Regions from separate parts of the Salmo salar genome. Here region 1 is linked to region 2. A link is a contact called in public Hi-C data. All regions are on one chromosome and are shown on one strand. The core of a region is the stretch at or near the end of the contact, and the rest is flanking DNA. Distances in the headings are between cores, read along the strand shown.

What was found. Hi-C and Micro-C count contacts between places; a contact is called where the count stands out from the background.
Region 1: a contact with region 2 is called in a Hi-C map of muscle, with 5 times the contacts expected there. The contact joins the enhancer-like site here to the promoter of LOC106601584 in region 2. A contact is called at or near these places in 2 of 3 Hi-C or Micro-C datasets (gill and muscle).

Annotation. Positions count from the first base shown.
Region 1 is chrssa01:32,901,573-32,905,192 of Ssal_v3.1, forward strand. It overlaps LOC106601584 (fermitin family homolog 2), which reads left to right. Exons shown (of 16, transcript XM_014193898.2): 7 at 1-19. Among protein-coding and RNA genes, the nearest start is that of LOC106601569, 31 kb to the right of the region's middle. Within about 2 kb of position 1,354, at least 1 of the 13 cell types and tissues checked has an H3K27ac peak or open chromatin away from gene starts, as enhancers often do. A contact at or near this core is called in muscle, where this site is marked.
Region 2 is chrssa01:32,818,553-32,822,223 of Ssal_v3.1, forward strand. It overlaps LOC106601584 (fermitin family homolog 2), which reads left to right and starts at 2,178. Exons shown (of 16, transcript XM_014193898.2): 1 at 2,178-2,500; 2 at 3,272-3,429. The coding sequence starts at 3,273.

The DNA.
Region 1 (3,620 bases), core at 104-2,603, 82 kb after region 2:
GATGTTTGCTGCCCTGCAGGTGAGACCTGTGTAATGTATGTGTCAGTTTGTGTGTGTGTGTGTTAGGGATCATGTTAATTGCCATGATTGAGGAGTGCAGTAGTTATCTTCTCTATGGGCTCACTGCCTGATGAACAGAACACAGAAGAACAGCAAATTATTTGAATGGCCGTGTTGTCCAGTGTTGACACTCTGACGTGGTGGGTGACTGGTCTGCTTCAAATGAAATCAAATGTTATTGGTCACATACACATGGTTAGCAGATGTTAATGCGAGTGTAGCGAAATGCTTGTGCTTCTAGTTCCGACAGTGCAGTAATATCTAACAGGTAATCTAACAATTCCACAACAACTACCTAATACAGACAAATCTAATTAAAGGGATGGAATATGTACATATAAATATATGGATGAGCGATGACCGAGCGGCATAGGCAAGATGCAATAGATGGTATAGAATACAGTATATACATATGAGATGAGTAATGCAAGATATGTAAACATTATTAAAGTGACTAGTTATCCATTTATTAAAGTGGCCAATGATTTTGAGTCTGTTTTTAACAGTCTGATGGCCTGTAGGTGTCCAGGAGGGCAGGTAGTTTGCCCCCGGTGATGCGTTGTGCCGACTGCACCACCCTCTTGAGAGCCTTGCAGTTGTGGGCGGTGCAGTTCCCGTACCAGCCCGACAGGATGCTCTCAATTGTGCATCTGTAAAAGTTTGAGGGTTTTAGGTGACAAGCCAAATTTCTTCAGCCTCTTGAGGTTGAAGAGGCGCTGTTGCGCCTTCTTCACCACACTGTCTGTGTGGGTGGACCATTTCAGATTGTCTGTGATGTGTACGCCGAGAAACTTAAAACTTTCCACCTTTGCAGCAGTACACAGAAACATGGTCCCCTTTAACTGTATGCAAGGCTGTATGCTTGCACGGAGCAACTGCAATTAAACCGAATGATCCTGTCTGTGACGCCTTGGCTCTAGAAACAACCCATTCCAGACTCCTGCCATTGAAGATGGTTAGACTAGACATGTCACTGACACTTTAGACTTGTTCAAGTGCTGTTCAACCTCGTAGTTAACTCCTGTGGACCTATTGATTATGTCACTGCTTCTTTTATACAAGTTGTTTACTATAAGAGGAATAGTGAAGAGCGGGAAGGACAGTGAAGATATGATTTTGGGGGTGGTGTGGGGATCCGAGTCCCTTGTGTCCCTTTGGGTTGCCCCCTGAGCCTGCTATTTCCGATCCTCGTAAAGCCTGAGTGACAGGACATGGGGACGCCAGTGAGTCCTCACCCCAAAGGGTAATTATAGAGTAGCCATGGCTACCGGACTCACCCCACTGGAGGGATCACTCACTCCAACCCAACCTGTAATCTCCTACACATTCTTCAATATCCCCAATTACACTGAAAGGTGATACTGTGCTAGGGTCTTCAACAGGAGCCGAGGTGTTTATTAATACACCATTGGTTGTCGGTTTAGGTGTTCATCCCCCCCGGAAGAGATGCTCAAGATGCTAATCTGCAGTGTGTTTGGAATAGCAGCTAGCATGGCGCTACCTGTCTGTTAGCGCCACTATCTATCGTTATCTCTTGCTAATTTAAAGGTAGCTGTGACAGTCATGGCTAAGGTGTCACTGATGAGATCAGGCAGGAAGAGAAGGGGTGGCTTTATTACAGTAAGGGTTGAATGGTCTCAGGCAGCTCCCTGGACACAATCACCTGGATATGTTCGTGTGGCTAAGTATAGCGATTAGCCTGCCATGTCCAGCACAGTAAACACGACTGTATTTGGGGGATAAAGGCCCAGGGCATGCCATGCCAGTCAGCCCACTACCCCCAACTCCAACCCTACACATGCAAAACACATGCGCTAGAAATACACATGTACGCACCAGAAACACACACACACACCCCATCCCCCCTCCCCAGTGGCAGTAGAGCGTGGGCGTCAGAGGTGGTGACATGGAGGGAGAAGCCTTTGTCCTACATTCTGAAACACTAGCTGGCTATGGCCGCAGAAGCGCAGTGTGTCCTGAAATATGCCTCTCTTTTCCTCTCCCTCCCTCTACCCCTCTCTCACCCCCACACTGTCTCTCTAACTCACTCTCTCCCTCTAGGCAGCTGTTCATTCATATCGAGGGGGAGTCGGAGGTGGGGGGGTTGACAGTATAAATACAGTTTGTCAACAAGTTGTATTTAGTGTTGTTGAGTCATAGGCTTCGTGCCACTTGGGGGGGTAGACCAGACCAGAACATGGTGAGACTGGCTGTATGTTGGTCCAGAGGATGGTGTGAATGAATGACCAGGCAAGGCCAGAGACTCGTCCAAATATAACAAACAGGATTCTGACCAGACTAGATGGTATTTCCATTGTGAATCAATGCAGAAATGCTGCACGTGATGTCCCAAGTCTGCACTACTCACATGTGCTCCTAGTAAAGACACATTTACAGTCACTTATTTCACCTACTAAATAATCCCCCCCCCCCCCAAAAAAAGCCACTCTCTGTGTCACAGACATGGTTTCTACACACTGGACGCATACTGTCCATTGTCTATGAATGCTTTACTCACTTCAAAGAATTCAAAATAATTATTGTTAATCAACAGTTAGTGCTTCATGGTACTCACTTCTACAAAACCCAAAGAAACTCAAAAGTAGACAACCATCGTGTTTTTACCACTTTCCCACTTCATATGCTAAGAGATGAGGCAATCACTACAAATGTACAGTCGTGGCCAAAAGTTTTGAGAATGACACAGATATTAATTTCCACAAAGTTTGCTGCTTCAGTGTCTTTAGATATTTTTCTCAGATGTTACTATGGAATACTGAAGTATAATTATAAGCATTTCATAAGTGTCAAAGGCTTTTATTGACAATTACATGAAGTTGATGCAAAGAGTCAATATTTGCAGTGTTGACCCTTCTTTTTCAACACCTCTGCAATCCGCCCTGGCATGCTGTCAATTAACTTCTGGGCCACATCCTGACTGATGGCAGCCCATTCTTGCATAATCAATGCTTGGAGTTTGTCAGAATTTGTGGGTATTTGTTTGTCCACCTGCCTCTTGAGGATTGACCACAAGTTCTCAATGGGATTAAGGTCTGGGGAGTTTCCTGGCCATGGACCCAAAATATCGATGTTTTGTTCCCCGAGCCACTTAGTCATTACTTTTGCCTTATGGCAAGGTGTTCCATCATGCTGTAAAAGGCATTGTTCGTCACCAAACTGTTCCTGGATGGTTGGGAGAAGTTGCTCTCGGAGGATGTGTTGGTACTATTCTTTATTCATGGCTGTGTTCTTATGCAAAATTGTGAGTGAGCCCACTCCCTTGGCTGAGAAGCAAACCCACACATGAATGGTCTCAGGATGCTTTACTGTTGGCATGACACAGGACTGATGGAAGCGCTCACCTTGTCTTCCCCGGACAAGCTTTTTTCCGGATGACCCAAACAATTGGAAAGGGGATTCATCAGAGAAAATGACCTTACCCCAGTCCTCAGCAGTCCAATCCCTGTACCTTTTGCAGAATATCAGTCTGTCCCTGATGTTTTTCCTGGAGAGAAGTGGCTTCTTTGCTGCCCTTCTTGACACCAGGCCATCCTCCAAAA
Region 2 (3,671 bases), core at 928-3,427:
TCTCTTTTTATTTGATTTAGCTATGCTTCAAGAATAATAATGAACAGAAAATGTCAGTCTGATAAGAGGAGAGGGTAGAACATAATTTCAGGAAAACAAATACAATGCCTGTTATTATGATAAACAGCTTACATGTGTTTTAAAACCTCTTAAATGTACATTCCACATATTTGGGGACCCTATTAGATAATTTTTTTCCCATTCAATTCATTCTGGTATGAGAACGGTAGCCCCCATCTGCAAAAGCAGGGTGTCTGCGGAAAGCTGAGTATCTTGGCTATTGATCGGTGCCTTCAAATCTTTGTTGTGACTTACTACCATATATGGGCAAACAAATTTATAAGGGCAGGCTGAGCCGGTGACCTCATTTCAAGATGATTGCTACCTACATTTCGGTTTTCGTTGTGAAGCATAAACGAAATAAACACTGAATACGTTGATGCTCACCGAAAGCCGAGACTCCACAGATCATGAGGATATCTTATTTGTCTGCCTGTGACCTACTGTTATTGATCACCAGCCCCCAGAGTAAAAATATTTATTTTATGCTACGTTTTCCACAAACATCTTACAAGGTACAGTAAACTTTGATTTAGTCTGTGTTTGAGCTATAGCTACAGGGGAGGTATCAAATTAATCCTGAGGCCGGTAGGAACAGATCTAGCCTATTACCAATGTTATTGGTGTATGACTTAGTGGCAACATCGAATATCCACCGAGTGACTATATATCTTTGCGCATCAAAAATATGATGTTGCCCGCTTATGCGCTGTAGGCATCAATTCCACGGAAGTGGCTACTTTGGCACCTTGACAGTATTGTAGTCAATGAGATATGCTTTCCAGGGCTATGCAGTTGACCTGGGTGGGACAAAGCAAGGTCTAGAACCTTTTAACATCCAGTGTGCAAAAAAAGTGGGCCAAGCTGGGGCCAGTTGTACTGTTAGAGGTGCCAGTTACATTAGACGTTATTGTTGTCATATCGTTTTCTTCACTGCATTACCAGGCAAAAGACCATGTTCATAATCATCATCGTTGCCACTGTCTAATAACGGATGTAAATAAGAAGGATAGCAAAAATGTGCCACAAGGGGGTCCAAAATTGTTGTCACTGGGGCACTGGCCCCCCCTGCTACCCCCCCAGAACCGCTAGTGCACTTGACACCACTTACTAAAACAGCTGCCAATTTCTTGTTGTAGGTCTATCATTCAAAAAAAAAAACTGATATTGTTCACGTTGTGGAAGCCATCTGATGTGTTTCCAGCTCTAGTCAAAAATAATTCACTTATAGCTTGTCAATGAAAGATGACTTTCAAAATAAAATTAAAAAAAGGTTATTTTTGTGTGTGCTTGATCTTGTGTATTCTGAGCTATGTAACTCCTATCTTCTGATCCTTTCCTCATAGTCTCCCAGATGTCTTCTTTCCAAATGTTTGCATGTCACAATCATGTAGTTACACATGAATAGCAGTTACTTTTGGGTATGCCTATTTAGGCGGAAATCTACATTTTGCCATTACATTTAATGAATTGAAATGAATGAGCAGTAGCTAGGCCTATCCAAATCTTATTTCAGTCACTGGACACTTTGTAGCATATTTACAGTGAGAGCGACATAGTGCAACATTGTATTTTAGACCAGTGGGCTCCGTCTCTGGATTTGATAGTTGGATAGGACTTTAAAACGTGTTTTCTAAATGAGTAATTGTGTGCAATTCTGTAGGCCCCATAGCGGTCACCGGATGTACCACCGTAAGCTCCGTACTATTTCCATAAAAGGTATGCAGCAGCGGATATGCCCTTGTTATTCCCTACCAAACTGTTGACATTTCCTCAAATGAGTGAAAGCATGGAATAAAACGACAATATCATATTTTAAATTTTCCCAATGTATTTCTAAGTAAGAGTGCGTATTTGGGGACATAATTGAAACTCCAAGCCTAGTGGCAAGAAAATACCAGCGAAAAAAAGGACCCGATCGTAATAAAAATGATAAATTACATTGTGCGTAATTTCCCGCGTCACATTATAACATTCCCCTTCCAATGACCGATAAAGAAAGTATAGTAGGAGCAGGGGGAATAACCGGTCGGGTAGTGCTATCCGGATTCCTTGGAATATCCCTACCCTAACCTTAACTCCTACCCTTAACATTTTATATTTATACTTCAGTTGGATAGGGACTCCCCAATGATCCCAGATAGCACTGATCGTGCTGGGAGAGAGGCCCTGCTGCACTATTTGAAAGGAAAAGACGGATTGGAGCTGGAGTAATGAGTGACGTTATCTGGTGGAAAGAGGGAGGGCGAAAAAGAGACGGCTGGACTCCATTAGCTGAAGCCTGAGGAGACCCTTTGGGATACTTCACTTGGACGAGTTCTTTGGGATTTTCTCTTTGAACAGACCTAGATACATGATTTAGAAGAAAAAAAACGTGTTGACTATCGAAACCTCGGAAGTTTTAGTGGCTTTTTGGATTTGGGTTGGTGTATTTGAGAAGGTGAGTGGACACAAACTGATTTAAATGTTCGTCCTCCCAGCTCGCAATAAATGTAGCCTAGTCAGTATTTTGCGCACTCTGCTGCTAGGAATTGAGTTTTGTACGCCTACTGCGCATTAAAAGACTGGTTATATCTGGTAAACAAATTATGATTCGGGTGTTTAACTTCATTTTACTTCATGAAACTTAATTTAGCTAATTTATGGGCATGTTTTACTGGTTGACCAGATTTAGTGTGCTCATGACTTCTTGCATGGGGCTGCTTACGTAATCAACTTCATATTTTGAATGGCTCTCTTTACCGTTAGAAAAAGCAGGTGAACACACAAATGAGAAGTCTTATTGTTCAGCTTGCCATAACTAGGCCTGTAGCCTACCCTTTGTTCTCATTTGGTTATTGAATAATTGACTGCGTCCTCTGTTACATCCAAACAAGTATAGTGATATCACAAGCATTCTTCAAATGGCCTATAAGATAACTTATACATTTGACTTAGATTCAAGGAAACACACTGTTGAAGTTATGGAAGCGCAACATCTTCCCAAATCGAAACACTAACACTGATCGGCTATGGTGGTGAGGGTCCTGTGCGTCCTCAAGTCATTTTCAGCCTGCATATGACAAACTAAATGAATGTAGCCTATGGCACGAACTATTTGGATACATCCGTTGATGTATCCAAGGGTAACAGGTTTACATTTTTCCTACCAGTTGAATGGAACAATGTTTATTATTAGGCAATTTTTCCTAATTGTTGTGATTTGTGGCAGGATGGCGCTGGACGGTATACGGATGCCCGATGGCTGCTATGCCGACGGGACGTGGGAACTGAAGATGCACGTGACAGACCTCCACAGGGATGTGTCTTTGAGGGTCACTGGCGAGATCCACGTTGGTGGGGTCATGCTCAAACTCGCGGAGAAACTCGGTGAGAGATGTTTAATGGTGTCACACTCCTTTTAGTACAGATCTGCTGAAAGAAATGTGCCTACATGTTCTGTTTTTATGTCCCATATCATTCAAACCTTTGGAATATAAATAATGTTTTGGCCATTTTGATTTATGTCACTGGTTTTATTTCCCCACATTGATTTATGCTTCTATTCAGAAGGACATTTTCGTCTACATTTGTTTTCCTTCTGTGGTTGACCAAGGGGGAGGAAGGCCATA